Linked DNA regions of Mus musculus: all the other regions are linked to region 1. The links are chromatin contacts, called in public HiChIP or PLAC-seq maps. All regions are on one chromosome and are shown on one strand. The core of a region is the stretch at or near the end of the contact, and the rest is flanking DNA. Distances in the headings are between cores, read along the strand shown. Region 1 holds the start of Epdr1 (ependymin related protein 1 (zebrafish)). Region 2 has its middle 42 kb from the start of Gm40827. Region 3 overlaps Gm40827 (a long non-coding RNA gene).

Region 1 (3,801 bases), core at 122-2,621:
TGTGCACGCATTTGTGTTGAGCATGTGTGTGACAGATAGCATGCCCTCCCATTTTGCAATTTCTGTGGTCATTAAAAATAGGTTTTAAAAAAACCTAATAAACTGAGAAGAGAGAAGGATACGTAAAATTGGGATTTTAAGGTGGGAATGTATGTGCCCCAGCGTCTATTCTAAGGTGGCAGTATATGTATCTAACAGATGTTTTAAGGAGAAAGTATATGTGTTCTAATGGGAGTTTTAACTAGTTTTTCAAAAGAGAAAATCCTCAAGATGGAAACAAACATGGTCAGATTGTAATAGGGTAATGAGCTGGGAGGAGCTTTTAAAAATCATTTCCCATGCCTTTTACAGTGTTGTACTTAGAGCCACATGTCAGAAGAGAGAGAGTGAACCGACTCTAAGTTGTCCTCTGGCCTCCACACAGGCAACACACACACACACACACACACACACACACACACAGAGACACACACACACTGTGATTTAAAATGTTTTCATTGTAAACAAAAATTTTAGAGAATATTGTGTTTGTCCCTTCTACACAAAAAACACGCCCTAGACTGCAGGGGACTCCAGGTGCCAGAAGCCTGACTCAGCAGTTAAGACATGAGGCTAACTTGGACTTAGAATGCCTGGCTTTTCCATCTTGCCCTTGGAGAGTCCTTTCTTTGCCTGCCTCTACCTCAGTGGTCAGACCAAGCGGATCCCAAGGCCCCCTATAACTTAATTGGGGATCGGGAGGGGCCGGGAGCTGCTGGGGGTCTAGCTGGAGTAGCAAGCCCCCGCCCGAGCTGGCGTTCCCCTGGCCGCCGTCTTGCCCTTCCAAGCTGCCTACCTCTTGCAGGGGATCAGCGCTTTCCTCTCGTCCAGCACCCGCACGCGCTGGTTGAGACCATCGTAGGACACCAGGGCGCGGTTGTTGTGCCCGCTGCTCTGCTGGTACAGAACCTGGCGTCCCTCCCACTGCTGGGGTGCCTGGCATGGCTGTGGGGTTCCCAGGGAGCCCGCCATCCCCAGGCCGCACAGCACCCAGACCCAGAGGCTTCCCAGCAGCCAGGTCCCCCGAGGCCCCTGGACCAGGCGGCGGGGAGCGCGCGCGGGCATCGTGATCTGCCGCCCCAGGGTCAGCCGAGCTCCAGAGAGAGCCGAGGCCCTGCGTTGGACTAGTCGCGTGAGCCTTCTCTGCGCCCTGGCGAAAGGTGTGCTCCGGGACCCAGTTCAGGCCTCTCTCGATTTTCCGTTCCACAGGCTCCTGGCTTGGGGGCTCCGGACACCGGGACACCGGCCTGGGAAAGCCGCGTGAATCGCCCCAGCTCTTTCTGCTCTGGCGGAGGCTTACCAAAGCTTGTTTTTCCTGCTCTCTGCTGCCAACAGGAAACGCAGCGGCAGTGATGCCACTAGCATCCTAAAGGGCATCGCACTTAAAGGGTTTGGGATGGAAGGGGTAATTCTCTGAGAAGGGACTCCTTTCTCCAAGAACTGCAACCCCCCTCAAGGAGGACAGGAGCAGAGCAGAGGTGTGGCACATTCTCTGGCTGCTGTAATTTGTTTCTTGGTAAAATCGTGACTTTTTTTTTTTTTTTTTTTTTTTTACAAATTAAAAGTGTTACAATGGTCCCTTCCTGAAGAAATGACACTAAATTTCTGTGGTGTTCGTTGTGCAGTTTCCAATCTCAGGCCTGAGTCTCAATTCAGTGAGATTCCTCTCTCCTACACGTCAAAGCTTCAAGTCCAGAGGTTTGTGTTTTTAGAGGTTTACTTTAGTGTATGTGTGTGTGTGTGTGTGTGTGTGTGTGTGTGTTTAAGTAATGGTAGGATTAATAATAATATAGAAACAAGATGAGATGAGGCAATTTTTTAAAGACCCTTGCTTTACAATGTTATTTACATTTCCACTTAATACCTACTATGAAGAAGAGTGAGCCAAGAGGAAATGGTTTGGGGCATTTCTGAGTGAGGTCAAAAGAACTCCAGGATTGGAGCCCAAGCAAGTATCTGTAAGACAATCAGGAGCCTGATCATTTAGGGCCTTAAAAGCTGTTGAGTGTTTTGTTGTTGATATCGAGGACTGTGAGAGCCACAAGCCCACAAAAAGCCAGGGACAACCCTCATAAGCGATGTATATTAGAAAGCTCACTCGGCTAGCACAGGAAGAAAATGCAGTGTCAGACAGAGTGGCAGGGTATCAGGGCAGAAGCTGCTACACTACAAGCCAGCTGTAGAGTAGCTGAGTGACAGCAATGGGGATGGGTAGGGTGGAATGGAGCTTGAAATTACAAAGAAAGATTGAAGTTGGAGGCAGGGGGTTCTGATTTGGGTAAATGAGAGGAAGGAAGGAAAGAAGGAAAGAAGGAAGGAAGGAAGGAAGGAAGGAAGGAAGGAAGGAAGGAAGGAAGGAAGGAAGGAAAATTGTAGTTCAGCCAGTTAGCTTTGAGATGACTGGGGAATATCTAGGTAGAGACAACCAAAGACAGTTCTGCATGGCTTGAGCATGCAGTGCCCAAGTCTTAGATTCGGAAGCCACAGGCATAGAAAGGGTCACTGAAGAGAATTTGAGATGGATGGATGGATGGATGGATGATTCTTGCCACCCCCCTCCCAGGGATATTTGACAAGGAACTCTCCAACCTACGTTTCAAAAGTCCTGAGAATGAGGAAACTTGGAGTTGACGGGAGAGGGAAGACTGAGGTGAAAGCTAGGGTCAAAATCCTGAGAGCAGCAGGCATGTAGGAGGGGAGAAAGGAAGAATAGGGAGCCCAAATGGGAGTCACCCCAGAGAAGCACCCAACTAGAGGACAATGGCTTTAGTGCTAAAGCTGCAAGCCTTTTGGGAGGGCAGGAAGAGGAAGGACAATTGACAAGAATTTTCGGACAAGTCCCTCTGCTCTGTATAACATTATGAAAAACAGGGACAGACTGACTATCGGTGGGCCTGATAGGTAGAGTTCCACATTGAAGGTAGCTTCCTTAGGCTGAGTGTGAACTTGGAGTGAGCGCAACAATGAGCTCTACCCCTCTGTCCCAAATTCCTGTCTTAATAGTTTCCTTCTTTTAGTTCTTTTCTTGTTTTCATTTAGTGTTGGGAGGAACCTAGGGTCTCATCTATACTGGGTTGGAGAAAGAGGTGGGAAGTTTTTATCCCTCTGTCTGTCTCTGTCTCTGTCCTTCTGTCTTTCTATACCCCCTCTCTTCTCATTAGAAAGTTAATCTAATGATCTTTTTTGCTCAGTGTGTGTGGTGCGGGGAGGGGGGCGGTAGACTAGGTTTGGGATTTCACTACCAGAAAAGGCATGAGGTGCCTTTTGGCCACCCCCTTCTGCTTGATATTTTCCTATGGCATTTGGCATCTTTGGGACTTGAGACCTATTCAGTAGGAAAGCAGAATGCCTTTATGGATTGCTCGGGATGAATAGGTACTTTACACAGATCTAAATAGTATCTGATCTCATAGGATCATTAATGTCTTCATAGTGTTTGTCTCTATACCTTACACAATAAGGATGACAAATGCAGTTGTGGTTTTTTTGTTTGTTTGTTTTTTGCTGTTTTTGTTTTGCACAGCTGTTTTAATCCTCAGTCAGATTCACACCTAAGCTAACTTGTGGGCCTCAGCGTTGGAGGGAGAGGCAAAAGAACTTCCTTTAACCCAGGTTTCAAGCTCAACCATACCTTTAAAGATTAACACTCAGAGAACATGTTTTCTTATTGTCAACGATGAGAGCAAGTTTACATCGGAAGTCTTGCTTTCTGATTGGCAGGCATTTGGTGTAAACTTGCAACAGTAACAGCTCTTTTCTGTG
Region 2 (3,603 bases), core at 937-3,436, 180 kb before region 1:
TTGTCCCTACAGGTGTTGGTGTTGTTGGTCAGTCACCGAAACGATCCTCTGTGGTGACCACACTCTGAAGCAAGCCTGTATAGCAGAAGGTGGCTATGTTTCCAGAAGACTCAGATTAGCCATGTTTTGTGACAGAAATTGTAAAAATAAGGGATTTCTCCAGAGTCAGCAGGGTTTCCAGATCCTTCTTTTGAGGAGTGGAGGTTAGTATCTGGGGAATTTTGGAGATCTCACAGGAAGGGATGTCCAAGTTAAAAAAAAAAAATGTGTGTTATCCAAACTGACCATTGCAGAGCCTGGAGGGGACTTCAGAATGGAGACCACAAAGAGATGTTCACCTACCTCATGTCTTCTGGCACCACTCATCACTTAACAGGGAAAACCATGACCAGTCAATTTGAGGGCTCAGAAAGCTACAACCCAATTTACTATTCAATAACCTCTCTGTAGAAAGGGCTTAAAGTACATGCCAACAGCGCAAGCTTATTTTTTTCTTTTTCTTCTTCCTTTCTTTCTTTCCTTCCTTCTTTCTTTCTTTCTTTCTTTCTTTCTTTCTTTCTTTCTTTCTTTCTTTCTGTGTGTATAAGAATGCAAGGCCAAGAGTTGAGTAGTATCCATAACATTATAGATAGTGAGATAAAACTCATGTAGATCTGATAAGGAAGAAAGAAAGAAAAGAAAGAAAGAAAGAAAGAAAGAAAGAAAGAAAGAAAGAAAGAAAGAAAGAAAGAAAGAAAGGAAGGAAGAAAGAAAGAAAGAAAATGGATCAATGGATATAGAAAAATAAAAATATCAATACCAGTACTTGATACTGAATACTGAATTTGCTAAATGCTGTAGGTTTGCCTTAAAACATTTTACTTGCTATGCTAGCTTGCTCTTGAGCTCTCTGGTATTTGTCTTTAAGTTAAGCTTCATTGGTATGTCAGTAAATCATAGCTCCTATATTATTATGTTTTATCGTCATAATATATTTCTAAAGTGTATTTCAATGCTAAATTATATTTTCTGTCTTGGAATAAACAGATATAGCAAAGAAAAACACAGAAATAAACTTTGAGCAGAGCCATAATGTAAAGATTATAATGAAAACAACCTCCAGAGACCAGACTGGAACATGCATGAAAGGAGAAGAAAATAAACAGGGGTTGGCATGGAGCGTGCATGGGCTCCCACCAGAAAGCCTCCACTGGTTTGCTTCTTATTAGGAGAAACTGTGTCAGAAGGTCTTCAGTGTTTTAAGAGAAGCAAGCAACACAATTTAAAAAGTATTATGCATAAGCATACATGAGAGAGAGGGAGGGAGAGGGAGAGGGAGAGGGAGAGGGAGAGGGAGAGGGAGAGGGAGAGGGAGAGGGAGAGGGAGAGGGAGAGGGAGAGGGAGAGGGAGAGGGAGAGGGAGAGGGAGAGGGAGAGGGAGAGGGAGAGGGAGAGAGTTGTGGTGGAATATGCCTGCCACCATGGATGTAAAGCCGAGAGCAACTTTTTGGAATCCATTCTTTAGTCTTTCCTCCTACCTTTTTATGGGTCCTGAGAATGGAACTTAGCTCCTAAGACTTTCATGGAAGATGTCTTTACTTGCTGTGACACAAAAGATCTCGGGATATACTTTACTTCAAGGATGCTTGACAGTGTGGAACACACACACACAGTGTGGAACACACACACACACACACACACACACACACACACACACACACACGACACATAATAGTTTTATAATATAGAAGTTTCTGATTTTAAATGAAAAGTTTGAAAACACAAAGAGTTGATGAAAACATGGCCCAGATCTGGGCATTCAATGTCTTCAGTCAGATAAATGCCCACTTTGAAGGTAAAGTGAAACACTATCCCCTGTAAAGCATGGGAACACTGAAGAAGAGAGTGAGGCGTATGTAGGACCCAGAAGACAGGGTGAAAGGTTTCAAAAAGCCACTATGTCACGCAACGATTCCACGTATTAACTCACAATAGCTGTAGTTTCCTGCACTGGGCACACACAACACTGGCCCTAGGAGTAATAAGCCAAGTGGGAGGGGGAGCTCACGGGCCCCTATCCCTAGCTCTAAGCTAAGCTGTTGGTAGGTTCTGGGGGGGAAGACGCACTATCTTCAGTTCTGTGCCCTGCTCCGAAATACGGCTCCGAGCCATGATCACATAGCCCCGAGTCAGCTTCAGCTGTCATAAAGCAAACGAAATAGTCATGGCCACTGTGACGCCATGATCTGTGCAGGAGGGGTTCGAGTGAAGCGGGTAGGAACTGTGTTCAGGTGTGAATTGTATAAAAACAGATTTAATTGATAATAAAAGATAGAATAAAACCTTTTGGTGACTGCCACCTAGTGGTAAAAACTATAATTAAAAGACAAAAATCACCTTTTCTAATGTAATGCTAAATATTTAATGATGATAGATATACCCTGACTGGATTTTTTTAAACTAATTAATCATTAATGAAATTTGCTAGCTTTGGAAACCTCTTTAGTCACATGAAGTGGTGTCACACTTGTCCTAGTTCATTTTGGCACCTTGTCGCATCTGGGAATAGGGCAATTCAATTTCCTCTAACAGACCGGTCTGCACACACGTCTATGGAACATTTTCTTGATTGCTAGTTGATGTAGGAGGACTGAGTCCACTGTGGACATGCCATCTCGAGGCCGCTGGGCCAAGGCTATATAAGAAAGTAGCTGAGGTCGCCATCTGGGTTCCGGGACTCCGCGGGACCTAGGAAATTAGTCTGAACAGGTCAGAGGGTGTGCCAGAGAACCGGACAGCTTCTGGGACAGGCAGAAGCACAGAGCCGCTGAGGCAGCACCCTTGGCGGGCCGCAGACAGCCGGCCACTGTCCGGACCAGAGGACAGGTGTCCGCCTGGCTTGGGAGGCGGCCTCAGCCTCAGCAGCAGCGGTCCCCATCCCGGTCGCCATCTGGGTTCCGGGACTCCGCGGGACCTAAGAAATTAGTCTGAACAGGTTAGAGGGTGCGCCAGAGAACCGGACTGCTTCTGGGACAGGCAGAAGCACAGAGCCGCTGAGGCAGTACCCTTTGCAGGCTGCAGACAGCCGGCCACCATCCGGACCAGAGGACAGGTGTCCGCCTGGCTTGGGAGGCGGCCTCAGCCTCAGCAGCAGCGGTCGCCATCCCGGTCGCCATCTGGGTTCCGGGACTCCAAGGGACCTAGGAAATTAGTCTGAACAGGTTAGAGGGTGCGCCAGAGAACCAGACAGCTTCTGGGACAGGCAGAAGCACAGAGCCGCTGAGGCAGTACCCTTTGCAGGCTGCAGACAGCCGGCCACCGTCCGGACCAGAGGACAGGTGTCCGCCTGGCTCGGGAGGCGGCCTCAGCCGCAGGAGCAGTGGTCGCCATCTTGGTTCCAGGACTCCCTGGAACTTAGGAATTTAGTCTGCACAGGCAAGAGTCTGCACCACAGAAGCTAACAGCTTCTGGGAACTGCCAAAGCAACACATCTTCTGAGAGAGGCCCTGTTTTGGGCCTTCTTCTTCGACCAGGAGGAGGTCCAAAAACAAGATATCTGCGCACCTTCCCTGTAAGAGAGCTTGTCAGCAGAGAGTGCTCTGAGCACTGAAACTCAAAGGAGAG
Region 3 (3,939 bases), core at 544-3,043, 210 kb before region 1:
AGCCTTAGCCTTTGATTTGAAGCATAAGAAAACAAGTAGAAAATGGAGAAAGACAAGCATTATCAGAAAGGCCTTGAGAAGAGTCAGTGAATCCTTGAGGGCAGCCTTGATTGAATGGAGCATGGAAACACATGTGTCAGAGAAATCAGTAAATGGCACATGGTGCCACATGTTTAAAAAATCAGTCCAATTCTGAGAGTGCTTGCCGTGGATGATCTGATGAGGGAAGGAAGGAAAAAAAGGGTTTGTTCCAGCATTTTCCATGCCTTTCTTCTATTAATTTGCAATTAAAATAGTTTTAGGAGTTTGTCTAGAAGAACAACCCTTCAATTATGAAGTAATAGGCAAACTACAAAGGCATATTACAACTTAGTTTCCACAAAAATTATGTTCTTTATATAAATAATGTTTAAACATGAGGATTGCTAGTTTCAACTTAAAAAAGAAAGAAAGGAAAGAAGGAAGGAAGGAAGGAAGGAAGGAAGGAAGGAAGGAAGGAAGGGAGGGAGGGAGGGAGGGAGGGAGGGAGGGAGGAACGAAGGAAGGAAGGAAGGAAGGAAGGAAGGAAAAAGAAAGAAAATGACACTTCTGGAAAGAATGTGACCATGAAAGGACATTGGGAGGTGGAGAATCCATGCTATCAGACAATGGATTCTAAAACAAAATGAGACATTTGGGTCTACTCTGAGTGGATTTTGAATGCTAATTTATTCATTATAGTGAATAGGATGGAACACCCTAAAAAGCTCATTGAAAAGTCTGATTCAGATGCAGCAAATTATCTCTAAGAAGTTGAAAACACAAAGAAAATAAAATTTATGATCCCATAGCTAATGTTGGGACTTGGTAGAACTTTGCCAACCCCAGTAATCAGTGAATTTGGTCATTTCCATCCTGTTCCCTCCAAACATGAGGGATTCAGTTGCATTTTGGTGAAACCGTTTAGCTCAATGTGGTCTCTCTTGTAGCTCAGGACCACAACTCCAGTGAGAATTCACTCCTGCTCCACTGAGTGAGTCAAGACGGCCAGGAAGGAGGCCCCCTTCTGCCACCATGACTCACCATGCGTGAGACTGAGCTGGTGACCTAGGTCGGGAGCCACTGTCTCTCCCTTACATGTGGACTCACTGCTAGCCAAAGTTGGTTAGACCACCAATTCCACATGTCAAATTAGGCCTTTGCATTGCAAAGTACCAAGGAGTCACCTAGAGGTCACGGGTCTCTTCTTCCCAGCTATACTTATAAAGTTTTCACACAATGTTTATTTTGGCAGGAAAAATCTTCTGAAGGTTCTCGTGGTAATGTATGAGGAAGGGCCAAAATAATGGTGGCATATCCAGGAAACCTTTACCATTGTCATGGTTGTTTTCAAAGAAAATTATCCTCATTGCTTTTTTCTCTTATTGAGAATTTCTAGTTTTGTTGTAAGCTTGCTGTGGTGACAGAATTTAAGTAAATATAAATTTAAGTTAGTAATTCCTGATTTTTGATAGCCCTATGTTGGTGGAAAGTTTCTCCATAAAATTATGTCCTTCATAATGCTCCTTGGAAAGCAGATAAATCAATCATACAGGCAGGCACCAATAAGTGCTCAGCACTTGTTGGTAAACCTGGCTTTTTGTTAAGTAGGGGCTGGCAGAGTTTCTGAGGTTTTTATTTGTTAGTTTGTTTGGAGTGTGTGTGTGTGTGTGTGTGTGTGTATGTGAAGACAGTCTGTTTAGAAGTTTAGTGATGAGTCAGAACCTGGACCAGCTGTGGCTGCTCAATTCTTCCGTAGCTCACTTAGTCTCCCTTTTGCCTCTGAAACATGGTCTCTGGTGTGACTGTCTCTAATGGTGTCATCAAGGTATTCAATGACACGGAAGTGAAGACATCAAAAAGGCAGTGAGTGTTCTTCTGCCTGAGTGAGGGCAAGCAGATCCTGGTAGGAGATGCAGGGCAAACTGTGGATGTCCCCTACACCACTTTTATCAAGATGCTGCCAGACAAGGATTGCCACTAGGCTCTCTAAGATGCAACTTACATGACCAAGGAGAACTAGAAGGAGGACCTGGTGTTCATCTTCTGAACCCTTGGGAATGCACCCTTTAAGAGCAAAATGATCTATGCCAATTCCAAGGATGTCATCAAGACAAAGCTAACAGGAATCAAGCATGAATTGGAAGCTAACTGCTACCAGGGATGGCTACACAGAACTGCTGCACCCTGGCTGAAAAACTAGTAACAGCTCTTGCTTTCTGGAGGACAAGCCTTTGGCAACAGCCTCTAGCCTGGACTATCTAGCAGTCCCAGACCTTCCCATGGGGATTGCAGGCTGCCCCTTTCCTGCCAGTTCTAGCTTTCCCAAAGTGATTTTGATCTTCTGATTCCTCTTGGGTGGAAGCGGACCAAGTCCCTCTACAGGCACTCAGTTTAGGAAGAGCCTGTAACTTTCTAACAGCATCCTTACATCCCTCCCCATCGCAGGCTGCCAACTCCTAACCACAACAGTGATTCTGCTTGTCCATTTAGTTCTGTGTGTAGATGAAATGTGGAAATGAGCCTCCCTATGGCAGCTGGGTGCCCCCCCCCCTTGATCTTGGTCATTCATGGAAGTAGGGTCAGTAAGGGATCTTCAATAAAACAAAACAAAATGGAAACAATAAAGGCTAATTAACAAAGGAAAAGAAGTTTAGGGGAAAGGAGATTAGAGGTGTATCCCTCTCTCTTTTACTCCCCCTCCACTCACAACCTCTCCTCCACCCAGTACCTTTGTCATAGAAGAAAGAAAAAAACAAAAACAATGAAGAAAGCATAGTTTCTAGTATATCTGGCTCACAGCTGTTGTCAATGTTGAAGTCAATGGAGCCCAACCATATTGAGGTGCTTTTGTTCTTTGCTGAGTTGTAGGAATTCTTTGTGTATTTTGGCACTAGATCCTAGTAAGGTATATGATTTGCAAATATTTTCTCTATTGCAGTATATGTATTCACCCTGTTAGTATTTTCCTTTGATGTGCAAATTTAAAAGGCCTAACCTTTTGCTTTTATTTCCTATGATTTTTTTTATAGAAGAAAATAAAAATTACAAAATCCAGTATCATAAAATTTGTACCTATGCCAGATTTAGGTGGAATATTTCTATTTTTAATCTGTTGCTAGTTTTAATACACATCATATCTTGCATGTCTACTGTTTTGCAAGCTGCTACCAGATTTTCCCACTACACCTTCCTTAATCCATGCATTTTCCCACTACACCTTAATCCGTGCAACCATTTCTTTGTGTACTTTGTTGCTTTGGTCCATGATCTTGGAACACCAACCTCATAGTTGCTTTTTTTTCCTCAGATCTTTACTATTCTAGTGATCCCACTACCTCTCTTTCTGCGGTATTGGTTTTGATTATTCTAGTTTTGTAATGTTTCAGTCAGCTCTTTTAATTCTGTTTGTTTTTTGGTTTGTTTTTTAGCATAATGTGAGCTGTTTATGGTATCTCGCTACTTCATATGAGTTTTAGGGTTGCTTTACATAGTTATGAAAAAGAAGTGTCATTGACATTTTATGAAGATTGTGCTGACTCTGAAAACCCCACTAAGGACCGTGGGTCCAGCGATAATCCCGTCCTTCAGTGCATGCTCACAGAATAGTTGTCATTTCCTTGTCCTTATAAATTATAAATTTTATCAGTATGTTGTAGTTTGAAGTTTACAAGCCTTTCTTTGCTCTCCTTACTTTTATTCTGACTTATTTTATTTTTATTAAATTTCTTTATTTTGTGTGTGCTCACACTCACGAGTGTGGAGATTAGGGGATGACTTATATAAGCTACTGATTGTTCTCGTTCCACCATGTGGATCTCAGGGACTAAAGTCAGGTGATGAGCACTACAGGCAAGGGTCTTTATCTTTTGAGCCACGTTGTCGATACCTACTTATTTTATTTTATATTTTGTGATGCTG

The links. HiChIP or PLAC-seq counts read pairs in DNA pulled down with a chosen protein or histone mark.
Region 2: an H3K4me3 HiChIP or PLAC-seq map of forebrain shows a contact between it and region 1, with 2.8 times the contacts expected there. The contact joins the enhancer-like site here to the promoter of Epdr1 in region 1. A contact is called at or near these places in 13 of 39 promoter capture datasets (the 3T3-L1 cell line, 3T3-L1-derived adipocytes, the HPC-7 cell line and 6 more), 4 of 484 Hi-C or Micro-C datasets (cerebral cortex, cumulus cells, frontal cortex and 1 more) and 17 of 115 datasets of contacts at active chromatin or transcription factors (the 230-238 cell line, astrocytes, bone marrow-derived macrophages and 9 more).
Region 3: an H3K4me3 HiChIP or PLAC-seq map of the 230-238 cell line shows a contact between it and region 1, with 17 read pairs. The contact joins the enhancer-like site here to the promoter of Epdr1 in region 1. A contact is called at or near these places in 2 of 39 promoter capture datasets (the HPC-7 cell line and the SN4741 cell line), 2 of 484 Hi-C or Micro-C datasets (embryonic stem cells and nephron progenitors) and 15 of 115 datasets of contacts at active chromatin or transcription factors (the 230-238 cell line, bone marrow-derived macrophages, embryonic forebrain and 4 more).

Annotation. Positions count from the first base shown.
Region 1 is chr13:19,618,459-19,622,259 of GRCm38.p6, forward strand. It overlaps Epdr1 (ependymin related protein 1 (zebrafish)), which reads right to left and starts at 1,372. Exons shown (of 3, transcript NM_134065.4): 1 at 836-1,372. The coding sequence starts at 1,104.
Region 2 is chr13:19,436,030-19,439,632 of GRCm38.p6, forward strand. No RefSeq gene overlaps it. Among named protein-coding and RNA genes, the nearest start is that of Gm40827, 42 kb to the left of the region's middle. Within about 2 kb of position 2,187, at least 6 of the 459 cell types and tissues checked have an H3K27ac peak or open chromatin away from gene starts, as enhancers often do. A contact at or near this core is called in forebrain, where this site is marked.
Region 3 is chr13:19,410,993-19,414,931 of GRCm38.p6, forward strand. All of the region lies in intron 1 of Gm40827 (a long non-coding RNA gene), which reads left to right. It also overlaps the pseudogene Gm18131. Among named protein-coding and RNA genes, the nearest start is that of Gm40827, 17 kb to the left of the region's middle. Within about 2 kb of position 1,794, at least 12 of the 459 cell types and tissues checked have an H3K27ac peak or open chromatin away from gene starts, as enhancers often do. A contact at or near this core is called in the 230-238 cell line, where this site is marked.